2 separate regions of the Sus scrofa genome follow, and region 1 is linked to region 2. A link is a contact called in public Hi-C data. All regions are on one chromosome and are shown on one strand. The core of a region is the stretch at or near the end of the contact, and the rest is flanking DNA. Distances in the headings are between cores, read along the strand shown.

What was found. A called contact is a pair of places that touch in the nucleus more often than the background predicts.
Region 1: a contact with region 2 is called in a Hi-C map of subcutaneous adipose tissue, with 1.6 times the contacts expected there. The contact joins the promoter of LOC100515824 here to the promoter of STAG3 in region 2. A contact is called at or near these places in 3 of 47 Hi-C or Micro-C datasets (embryonic fibroblasts, epiblast stem cells and subcutaneous adipose tissue).

Annotation. Positions count from the first base shown.
Region 1 is chr3:8,491,209-8,497,247 of Sscrofa11.1, forward strand. It overlaps LOC100515824 (insulin receptor substrate 1-like), which reads left to right and starts at 3,328. Exons shown (of 2, transcript XM_013995453.2): 1 at 3,328-4,028; 2 at 4,218-6,039. The coding sequence starts at 3,623. The coding sequence ends at 5,350. It overlaps LOC106509647 (a long non-coding RNA gene), which reads right to left and starts at 3,954. Exons shown (of 7, transcript XR_002342293.1): 1 at 3,052-3,954; 2 at 2,551-2,730; 3 at 947-1,076; 4 at 1-80.
Region 2 is chr3:8,171,822-8,177,592 of Sscrofa11.1, forward strand. STAG3 (cohesin subunit SA-3) reads left to right here and starts at 4,087. Exons shown (of 33, transcript XM_021086217.1): 1 at 4,087-4,453; 2 at 5,106-5,288. The coding sequence starts at 5,116. It overlaps GPC2 (glypican-2), which reads right to left and starts at 4,027. Exons shown (of 10, transcript XM_003124340.4): 1 at 3,395-4,027; 2 at 2,600-2,758; 3 at 1,953-2,275; 4 at 1,099-1,179; 5 at 185-347. The coding sequence starts at 3,560.

The DNA of each region.
Region 1 (6,039 bases), core at 2,078-4,577, 320 kb after region 2:
TTCCACCGTCACCGTCTGGCCCCTCTGCCGTCCCTTCTTGGGATTTCCCTGGGTCTCTCCACTCAGTGACCTTGAAGAGCCTGCCAGCAAGAAGCAGTGGGGACAGTGTTACCACTTACTTACTTTGAGGGTTTTTCTGTAAATACCTTCAACTGCTCTACCTTCCCAAGGCTCAGGCCCCAGCCTGTCCTGTTCCTGTTCTCCAGGCTCTACCCTCCTCCCATCTCCTGGTGGCGCCCCCAGGGTGGCTGGACCACCATCTGTTTTCCCCTGGGTGTTTCATGTTCTGGCCCCTCCACCTGTTACCTGTTTCCCATTCTCTGCCCAGAGCCAGGGAGGGAGGGAAGCTGAAATCTCTGTGGTCTTTTCTTCTTGTGCCCCCGCCCCCACCATTCCTAACCTCAAACTCTGAGGTTTGGATGTGAGATTTAAAGGACCAGGCGCTGCAGTGCCTCGTACTGTGTGTTTCAGTCACATGCCTGCTGTTTCCCAGGGATCTTGGACTGCTTGGTGCCTGAACCCAGGGACCTCCCTGCAGTCCCCCCTCCACGCCTCCCAGTCACTGTGTCCTACATGGACCCCAGCCAGCTCACTGGCCAGGGCAGGGTGATCGGGCAGCGAAGTTGAAGTTACGCTGGGTCAGCCTCCGACTCCAGGGCAGACAAAGCAAGAGTTCCCTAGGGAATAGGCTGACACCAGGACTGCAGCAGCCTCTGGGCACCCTTCCTCCAGGCAGGCAGCAAGGATGGAAAAATCCCCGGCCTGCAAGGAAATGTCCAAATGACAGGCTGTCTTCCCCCTGCCCTGCGGCCTCCAGGGCCTCCTTGCAGACCCTGCCTGGTGATTACAAATTGGGACCCACACTGTGAGACTGGAAGGACACCTGCACTGCCACCAGGCTTCTGACCAAGTCCTCATGTCCCCATGGCCAAGGCTGTGACCGTACCCCGCAGGCAACAGTCTTCTGATTTGAGCCCAGCCTTCAGCGGGTCCCCAACAGCTGCCTCTGTGGATGAAGAAGCAGGAGCTGGTCCCCAGGACCTCTGTCAAGCTCTCCATTCTCTCCACAGTGGAACCTGGTAGCCATGCGGCGGGGGGGGGGGGGGGGAGAGGGGGGATGAAGAAGGGGATGGCACTGTCCCTGAGTCCCCCTCCACAGAGGAGTGACAACTTGGGATGGAGGAGAGAGGGCCACAGGAGAAGATCCTGGCCTTAGTGCCCCAGTCTCCTCCCTGTAGGTGCCTCTTTGGTAACAAGTCTCCCGCAGGCACTTGGAATGCGGAGATCTCGCCCCAAGGGCGCGCTGCACCTGCGCCCGGCAGGGACACGCAGGTGGAGCCCCTCAGGTTGGGGGAGGTGCTCTCACCCAGCAGAGCTGAGGTTCTGCAACTTCCTGTCCCTAGGGAGCAACCCTAGTTACCAGGGCAACAGGCTAAAATAAATCTTGTCTGGGTAGAGCCAAGGGCAATACTGTTGCCAGGGCAACTGATGAGGTCAGTTGTTGGGCTCCAGGCTCTTCCTGGTACCCAGCAAGCTAAATCACCTGGCACTGATTACCAACCCACTCGACCACCCGCCCAGGACCCAGGCACTGGGATCCCTGCTGCTTCCTGCTTTATATGTACCCAGCACTTAGAGAGTCAAAGACGCGAGGCGGTCTAGGCTGGTCTCTGTGACAGTGGCTGTGATTTCACAAGCACTGGACTGCTGCAAGGGGGACTGGATGATGGGAGCAGGAAGGAGTGGCTGTGAAGAGCCCTCCTGTGGGTAGCTTCAAATCAAGCCTGGGGAGGAAGGCTCCAGCCAGGAGCACAGCAGGCACGTGGGCTCCATGGGTGCCCTGCTCCTTAGGGCAGCACCAAGACTAGGAAAGGGAGGGGCCAGCAGATGTCTTTTGTGTTCCTGCCACTTCGCACATGGTGCATATGTCAAGGCTACACTGGAGGCGATGGCCGGGGACATACTTATGTCCTGGTGTCAGCTTAAGGATCTATGACATATCTGCCTCTCCCTGGCCAACACCTATTGATGGTGGAGGCTGCCACAGGCCCCCCCATGTACCACGTGAGCTGCCAGCACCTCTCCCGCACCTTAGAGAGGCGCTGGCTGACCTGAGAGGCACCTGGAGTAGGCACTGGGTACCACCTGCCTGCTGGCCAGATGCCCATCCTCACAATGCCAGGCAGTGCCCTGCATCATGCTTGCAACATGACCTGTAAAGGATGTTCGAGGATGCCAGCCTCCCTGTCCACTAAACCATTGGCTCCTCTGGTATCCCAGCTCCTTCCTCCAAGGCCTGGGTGGGAAGCCCCGCCAGCCCTGCTTGGGCTTTCCTGACCCTTGAACTAGTCTATGAAAACGAACCAGATGGCCTTGCTTCAGTACTCCTGTTACAGCTCCTTCCTCACCTGAAGGCACTCCTCCCCCAAATACCATCTTTAACTGGGGCCACAGCTGCCCCCTTCCCCTCCCCAACCCTCAGCTCCCCCAGGGCCCTTCAGGTATCCTGCTTGCCAGGACAGGGATATCATAAGGTCCTCTAAGGCCCACCTGTCAACCCGTGGTTTGTCTTGCAGAGTGTACACTGACCAGCGCCATGGCCCCCGCCGTCAGCAGGTGGTCCTTGGAAGGATCAGAGGCGGGTGTAGGGCGTTCCTGCTATGGCACGGGTCGCAGCTGAGGCTCGGATTTGATTCCTGTCCCAGGAACCTTCATAGGTGGCAGGTGTGGCTGAAAAAGGGGAAAAAAGAAATGGATGTAAAAGTGCCTGAATCCCAACCCCATTTCAAACTTCTTGGGATGCAAGGGGGCAAAGGGTACCCCCATGAAGACACCTCCTGTCACCCCAACCCTGCAGAGAACCTGAACCTCCAGCTCCACCGAGGTCAACTTAGCCCAGTGCTCGGCGGCCCTGGCTCCTAGGATTACTTGGAAAGGAAGAGAACAGAACCATTCTGAGCGGGACCGGGGAGGCAGGGGACACGGGTGCTGGCGGCCTAGAGCCGGAAGGGGGTCCCGCTGTAAAGGCAGCCGGCTTAGCAGCCCCCTTACCTCCAGGACTGCGGACGAGGCCGCCAGCGGTCACCACGGACGTAGCTCCACGCACACTCTCTTCACCTCACAGCTTTCTCCGCGCTCAGGTCGGGTCAGAAGAGACGCCCCCAACACCTCCCCGCCCCGGCACCAGCCCAGGCCGAGGCCGCCTCTCCCGCACTCGGCAACTCAAACTCCACGCCCACCGCGCGGAGTCCAGCTCCGGGGCGCGTGAGGGTTAACCTCGCGGGGGTGGGGACTTGGGCGCAGTCGGCGTTGGGAGGGAGGGGAGAGGAGGCGGCGGGAGGCCACTGGGTTGAGGCTCCGAGCCCGGCGGAGCCTCGGGTGTCTCAGGCCGTCGAGCAGTCACTGGGTCACACGCTGCGCGCAGCGAGGGGCCACTGCAGACCCCCTGCCCCAAACTTCAAGTCGGGAGCGGGGGAGAGAGACGCCGGGCATTAAGGCAGTGGCAGCCTGTCAGGACGCTGCCCCCTCCCCCGGGACCGCTACCTCTAGAACCCCACCTCGGCGAGCCTCTTCCCAGCCGTCTCCGCTCCTGCTCCGGCCACTTGGTCGCCTTTGGCCCAGGATGAAGCCCAGAGGCGGCGGCGGCGGCAGCCCCACGACGGCCCCGGAGTCTGAGTCGGCCGACGTGGCCCTGGGTCCGCTGTCGCCCTGGGCCTGCCCGGCTGACGTGCGGCTCTGCGGCCACCTTCGGAAGCACAAGTCCCAGCACCGCCGCTTCTTCGTGCTCCGCGCGGACCCGCCGCGCCTCGAGTGTTACGAGAGCGAGAAGAAGTTCCACGCCGGCCGAGCGGCTCCCAAGCTCAGCGTGAGCCTGACGGGCGCGTGCACCATCAGCAAGCGCGTGGACGCGCGCCAGCGCCACCTGATCTTCCTCTTCACCGCCGACCGCAGCCTGGGCGTGGCGGCGGCCAGCGAGGCGGAGCAGCAGGCGTGGTACAGCGCCCTGCTTGAGGCGCGCGCCGCCGCCGGTGAGGCCCAAGCCCAGGGTGGGAGGGTGGGGGGGGTGATCGTGGATTTGGCTTATCCGTAGGCTGTCCCTCCCCCAGGTCTCCGAAATCCAATCCAAAATGAAGCGTTTACGCGTTGTCAGTCCCCGGGGCACACTGACTCCAAGCTCCCGGCCCAGAAGCTCTGTGACCCGCCTGTTGTCTCTCCAGGGCCCAGCTCCCACGAGGACCCCGAGGCCTGGATGCTCGCTCCGTTTCAGGACATCTGGCCCGTGACGCTGCGGCCCAAGGGGCTGGGGCAGACACGAGGCCTGGGCAGCGGCGGCTACTGCTTGTGCCTGGGTTCCGGGGTACTGAGCCTGCTGCGGAAGCCCAGGGGCAGAAGCTCCAGGGCCACCCAGGCACCTCCGCCCCCAGCCCTGCGCCTGTCCCTGCTCAGCGTGCGCCGCTGTGGTCACGCAGACTCTTTCTTCTTCCTGGAGCTCGGGCGCTCAGCACCCACAGGTCCCGGGGAGCTGTGGCTACAGGCGCCCGATGCTGTGATGGCCCAAAGCATTCACGAGACTGTCCTGGCCGCCATGAAGCGAATCGGGGACACTGGTGCTAGTGGCAGGACTGAGCCACTGCCAAGAAAGCCCCCGACGAGGGCCCCCAGACCCTCTGAGACCCCAGCCTCTGCGGCTCAGTCAGGCAGCCTGAACCGTCTGGGGTGCCCTAGTGAGAGGAGCGAGCAAGCAACCCCTAAGACGCTGGCGATGCTGGGGGCAGCGGCCTCACAGCCTGAGGGGTTGGGGCGGGGCGGGGGCTACATAACCATGGGAGCCAGGAGAGACTACGTGCCCATGGGAGACGGGCAAGCCAGCAGCTACGTGGTGATGGCGCCCCTGGGCCTCCCTGCCTCGGCCAAAGCCGCTCCCCATCAGCCACCTCTGGATGGCGGGCACTCTGAATACGTGTCCATGAGCCGCTGTGCACCACGGTCCCTTTTCTTGAGCTCTTTGCCCGGTTCCTACAGGCCTGGGGCCGGGGAGCCTGAAACGGGGCTCCAAAGCCCTCCTCTGCGCGTCGGAGGCAGCTGGGGCCCCACAGGGGCTCAGCCCTGCTTGCAGCCGCCGTCAGAGCTGGCCGGGGAGTACGTGTGCATCGAGTACTCGGACCACGTAGCCACACCCGAAACCCCCGCCAGCTGCCTCAACTACGTCGACCTGGACCTGGTCCCTCCCCTGGAGGCGGGAGGCAACGCCCCCGGGGCCAGGCACGGCCCGCACAGCTACGCCCGCATAGAGTTCCAGAACTCTGGGGAGGCCCGAGGGAGGAGACCCTGGCAACCCCGTCTGGTTTAACTGACAGACGGAGACGGCGGGAGAAAACAGGGCAAAGTTAAGAGTGCTTTCCTGCCCACGCCCCTCAACCCCACAGACCCCTTCCCTGAGACGGAGAGGCTCTAAAGCAGAGATGTCCCCTAGGAGGTGTGACCCGCAGAGGCTTGCTAAGCTGCTTCTTGGGGCCTGGTGCCCACTCCGCCCCTTTCAGCTGTGCCGCCTGGGAAATCTTTGGGAGGAGGTTCCCCAAGAAGCTGGATTCTTTTAAGGGAGAAAATTCTAGAACTCTCCCTCCCCTTGAAAACAAACCCCCAAAACCTCCACAACCTCACAGATTTCTGGACATTCTCAGCCAAAGCCCTGATCCTGTTTCCCCCAGAGGCCCCGCAGCATCACTCCAGAGCCTTAAGTCAGGCCCCTGCCCCGGCCTCGGCTGCGGAAGATATGGACCTGGACCTGCCCCTGCCCCTCCCCCGCAGGCCCGCAGGGCTGGCCTGGTGTATCTTTGGAGCCAAAGAACCACCCCCGAGACATACACACACGTCCAGCCTCAGGGCTGAACTCCTGGGGCCCCAGAGCACCAGGAGTCCTACACTAGGGCCTCCCCAAAGTGAGGCACCCCCTTACTCCCTAGTTTCCCTCTCCCAACGCCAGCTCTGTGCTCACGATCCTCCCTGCTCCCAGAGCTGGCAGAGCTGATGGAGTCCTTG
Region 2 (5,771 bases), core at 2,837-5,336:
CTCACTGAACTGGGAAGTTCCCACAGATCTGGCCCGGAGGGAAGCAGCAAGTCTTAGATGGGGGCAACTCACAGGAGAAGAGCCCCGTCCTCTCCCCTCAATGCTGCTTAAAACTCCCTCCCCAGTCCCCACTGTCCACCCCCACGCAGACAGCCCCCTCCCAGGCTTTCCTGAATCCCCTCACCCAGGTAGGGCCCCCAGTCAGGATCCAATCCCTGGCTGCCGATACAGCCATGGGCCACGTTGAGGCAGAAGCCCCGGCAGGGTGGCAGCGAGGGGACCCCCCGGCAAAGGGGGCAACCTGTCAGACGCATCACAGCCCGCCTGCAGCCTTCGGACATCGGCATCTGGGAGCAGAGAGCAGGGCTGTGTCATCCACAGACACCGTGGCTACCTTCAGCCAAGCCTGGTGCCGGGCACGGAGAGAAACCAAACCTCCCACCCCACTTTTCCCAAGCTCTGCACGTGAACATCTAGAGCTGGGCATGAACATCTAGAATTGATGACCCCATGCGGCATCAGGAGTGATCCCAAGACTGCCACAGATCTGAGGAGGGAGCTTCCTAAGGGCCAGGGTGCAGACACTGCTTCTTGGGAAAGATGGAACTAGAAGGGTGGTGGGGGTGAGGGTGGGGGTCTGAGAAAAGGTTCAAGGAAAAGAGTGAGCCCATCCTGGTTGTGGAGAAAGGAGACTGACGATGCAGGAGGTAAGGCTGGGAGGTTAGAGAAGAATGGGCAGTTGAGAAAGGGCCTTGAAAGCCAGGCCAGGAATCTGGCCTCCAGCAGCAGGGAAGAGGGAGCCACTGAGGGGTCCTGGGGAAAACCAGGAGGGCCAGTACTCCAATCTCAGAGATGCTCGGAGCAGGCCCCCAGCGTATGGCAGGGGTAAGAGTCATCAGAGGGTCAGAGGTGGGAGGAGGTCAAGGGTCATAGCACAAGGGAGACGCTAGCCTTCCTGTTTTACTCGGGGATGCCAGGGCCTTGAGGCTGATATGGGAAGGCCCAGGCCCTCCCTATCCTGCCAGTTGGCACCTGACTCTTTCACATGGGGCCTCTCCTACTTCTTCCTCTCCCTCCCTGGGCCCTGCCGCCTCTAACCTTAAGCGTTTCGCTGACCACATCTCTTCCAGTCTCCAGGCCCTGGACAAAGGCCCGGGCAGCTACCAGGGCCCGAGTTATCTGGGGAAGAGGAAAGAAGGTGAGAAAAAGCACAGCATTGTCGAGGGTCCGTCAACACTGGGGCCAAGAGACTGCACCAAGGGGATGAGCAGTTGGGGGTGAGGTTTGTTGGGTTATCTTGGGATTCTTAGGAATGTCAAGTGGCAGAGGGAGGCAGGTTTGAGAGGCTCAAAGGAATCCTAGTCTAGAAGGATCAAGAGAAACTGGGCTTGGGAAGAGGTGGAGGGATTATGTTTTGCAGGGCTTGGAGTCAGAGAGACTTGTATCGGAACAAATTCTGAACTTGATGCTGGGAGACCTGGCTATGAAATACAGCTCTGCCACTTATTGGCTGTGAAGCCTTAACCTCTGGGAGGTTCAGTTTTCTCGTCTATAAAATAGGAATGCTAATATCTACCTTGTCAAGTTATGATTTCAATTAAATGAGATACTATAAGTGAAGTCCTTCTCAAATATTGTGTCTAGTTCTCAGTTGAACCAGAGGAAGTCAAGATCTTAGGGATTAGGGAGGAGGTGGCAGAAAGGGGGGGGGCAAGAGCAGGTAAGTGGATCAGTGACTTGTGTGAAACTAGGACACAGAATGGCAGGGGGGTTGAGAGGGGCATTCAATTAAAGCAGACCAAGGAGCACTGAGTTAGGCTGAGGTGACAGCGGCTCAAGGTGGGGGTCACCTTGCCATGCAGGGATAGGGGGTGACTGGGTTAGAGGTGAGTGCACAGTTCAGAGGTCACTATGTCAGAGGTAGCTGAAGCTCAGGCCTTGGGGCCCCTCACCTGCAGGCGGAGGCGGCGGGGTGAGTCCCCGAAAGGCTTCAGAGAGTCATCAGCAGAGGAGGCCAGGCGTGTGAGGCAGAACAGGTAGTCGGGGGAGAAGGTGTACTGTGGGTGTAGCAGGGGGAACATTTTCTCCAGGAGCTGAGCCCAGAAATCCACCAAGGCATCATCTAACCCCGCACCGGACCTCTCATAGTAGTCCCGTAGCCGAGAGAACAGGCCACTGAATAAGAGGGTGTGCTGGGCATACAGGCGGCCGAAGGAGCGGTGGAAGAGCAGGGACAGGGAGTGCTCAGCTGATGACAGCATCTCCCGAAAAACATCTGTGGCAAGTGCAGAGAAAGGGATGAGAGGTGGGGTGAGAGAAGGAAGGGAAAGAGAAGTAGCAGAGGCAGGAAGAGATGGGCATGAGGAGAGAAAAAAAAGGCAAGTGAGTTAGAAATTAAGCAACTCTCAGAGTCCTGGGCAGACTGGGGATGGGGCGGGGTGGCAACAGGACCCTGAGAGAACCTAGAGTGGGGATGTCTGGACTAAGCCAGGGCCAGAGGGCCTTAGGGATGGAGTAGGGCATGGGGACAGGATGCTTGCTGGAGTCATGAGCACAGAGAGGAGGTGTGATGCCGCGTTTGGGGATGCCAGGTCCTCACCATCAAATTTTCTGTGCCGGGCAGCCAGTGTGTGAACCAAGAAGGAGCCGTTCTCCTCTACCAGGCCTCGGAAGGTGGTCTCAGTCTCCCAGGTCAGCCTCTGCTCTATTTCACTGGAACAGCAGGTGTACTCCTGGGGACAGATCCGGAGGTGCTCACCTGGACAGGGGAGACATGAAAGAATGGCAGGAGGTGATGTGAAATTCCTTCCTTCTGCCTATCTCTGGCAGCCAGTCTTTCTCTTCCACCTGCCTTGTTTCTTTTCTATTGTCTGCCACCTCATTCCCACCTGGCCCTACCCCTTCCTTATTGTCACCTCGACCATCGCAGATCCACTGCCATTAGCTTTGGGTTCAAGCAGGGATGGGCCGATTTAGTGATTTAGAGGGTCCTCAGGTAGCCTCCCTAACATGGCACACCCCAGCCCTCTAAGGACTTACAGGAGGGCTTCAATGGGAAGAATGGGGTTTGGAGGAGTGGGGTTACTCGGGTACGAAAGAATTATCACAGAAGGGGCTCAGAGAAATGCCAGGGGGAAATTAGGATGTAAAGAAAGAAACAGGGGTGCTAATTACTAGAAAGGGATTCCTGGGGTGGGGGTGGAGTAGAGAGCTATTATGTGAGGGGTGTAACTGTGATCCTGGTAAAGAAGTTCAGGAGAAGAGACATTATTACTATGAGATGAAAGGTTATTACAACGGCTACTCTTAAAGGCAAGAGAGTCATGAGATGAGGAGGACCGGCCCCCGCCCTCCTCCCTCGCCCCAATTCTCTAGTCTTCCTCTTTCTCCTCACCTGAGATCAGGGCGGGAGGGAGTAGGCTTAAGCTATATCCCCGGGCCCCCAGGATCTGCCGGGTCTCAATGCAACTCCGGGTGACCTTTGCCTCGATACCAGGTCCAGGACCAGGACCGGGACACAGAGGCAACAGCAGAAGCAGAAGAGATCGCAGAGCGTACATAACTGCTGCCACCTCGGGACGGCAAAGTGGGTGCTAAGGAGGAAAGAAGAGCCCCTCGAACTCGGGAAGCCGGTTCTCTGCCGCGGGACCGCCCTGTCGGCCAGAGAAAGAGCGCGACCTCCGAAAACTGAACACTGGCAGAATAGAGGGACCAGGAGGCATCTGCCGAGACAATGGGAGCTGGGAGCCGGACAGGGGGCGGGAACCGAGGCGGGGGCCCGCCAATAATGGTTAGCAGCCAGCCTCAGGGGCGGGGTGAAGAGAGAAATTAAGCCAATGTACTGGGGAAGCTCAGCATGGGGGTGGGACTCGGCCGGACTGAGGGGGTTGGTGGGGGAGGGGCGTGGCCCTCCTCAGGGGCGTGGCGATCCCGTTCGGAAGGCGGGGCCTGGTGGAACCCAGCCTATGGCAGTTGAGAAGCCAGATTAAAGGCGCTACTACTAGCCTAGTGTGAACCCCGGCCAGTGGAGAGGGAAATTGGAGGCGGAGGGGCGGGGGCGGGGCCGGGGCCCGGGCGGGGCCTGGACAGGGCTGGGAGGAACCTCAGCCAAACCAGGCGGCCAACGCGCCGCAACCCACGTGACACGGAGGCACGCTAGACAACTTGTGGTCACACGAGGCTGTGGGAGCGGCCTGACTGGAACGTGCTGAGCACGAGCTTGCACACGCCCAAGCCTCGCGACAATTGTCGGCCCTGAGACTAGCCGTTGGGCTCGCGCCTGCGCACAACGCAGCTCGCGCCTTCCCGCGTTTTTCTGGATTCTTCCACCGCAGGAAGGGAAGCGGTGGGCGCCTGTCCAGGACGGGAGGGGACTACAGAGACCCGGGGGACCCGAGGCAGTGGCTTTTCCTCAACGTTGCTCCGCCAGAAGTCGCTGTTCCGGGCTCAGACAGTGAGACTTATCTTTGACCCAAGCGTTCACCCTTTCCGTTAGCACTCTGACTTTGAGAGGGGACCCTCTCTCCTCTGTACCTCAGAGACCAGGAACCCAAAGGGCTGGTGGTCGCTCCTGAGTGGTTAGACGGCTCCTGAATCCCAAGAAAAGAGGCCTGGGGTGGAGCAGAGGTCCCCCCGCCGGCCCCCCTTCTGGAAAAGTGGAGAACGCAGGCTTTCCCTGAGTCCTTAGGCGTTTCCGCTAGGTTCTCAGGGCGCTTCTGGCGCAAAAGCGTTAAGCGCGTCCCACTTGGTCCTTGGGCATCAGGTTCTAACGTTGTAGAAACTCAAGTCTAGGTGCTTTTAGGGTTTTGGTTTTTGTTGCTGTTTTCGTCTATTGTTTGTAACAGGTGAGCTGGTTCCACAGCTGCCCTGGTGCGCGCCTTGCTCCGAGCTTGGAGAGCAGCTCTGAGGCCAAGGTCGGCGTCGGGGGCGGGGGGTGGTTACCTCCCTGAGGCCTCAGGTCAGGGCTCTTTCGCCGTCTGGCTTTTGGTGGGTCCCCCGCCCCCCACCCAGTTCCGGAGCACTTCTCTTGGAAAGAAAGGGGTCGTAGGGGCCAGGGCTGGGGACGCGGTGGGTGGACAGGAAGCCTTCCCTCCCTCTCCTCCCAGCTGGACCAGCATGCCCACCCTGCGGTCATCCTCCTCCCGGCCCCAGAGCTCCTCCTCCCCCAGCAGCGAGTCCTCCCCGCTGCAGAGAGCCGTGGGGCCTGGGCCGAGGGGCTTGTCTGCGTCTTCTAGTTCATCTGTCTCCGTGCCCTGTGATGACTGGGACTCGAACCAGGCTTCAAAGGGGTGAGTGGAGTCAGTGAGAAGCCATTGCATTGTCCGCAGCTTTCCCTTTGGTCATTTTGCGGCGGGGATAGTAACATGCGTGTGACTGTAAAAAAGATAGGAGATGCTGGGCTGGTTCAGAACAGTGGGGGGGAAAAAAAAAAAAAACAAACCAAACTCCTTGACAGTTTCGGAGTTCCCGTCGTGGCGCAGTGGTTAGCGAATCCGACTAGGAACCATGAGGTTGCGGGTTCGGTCCCTGCCCTTGCTCAGTGGGTTAATGATCCGGCGTTGCCGTGAGCTGTGGTGTAGGTTGCAGACGCGGCTCGAATCCCGCGTTGCTGTGGCTCTGGTGTAGGCCGGTGGCTACAGCTCCGATTAGACCCCTAGCGTGGGAACCTCCATATGCGGTGGGAGCGGCCCAAAGAAATAGCAAAAAGACAAAAAAAAAAAAAAGAACGGTGATTCTTCCCCCAGCTCTGCTGGCTGTTTTTTCAGCTGCCC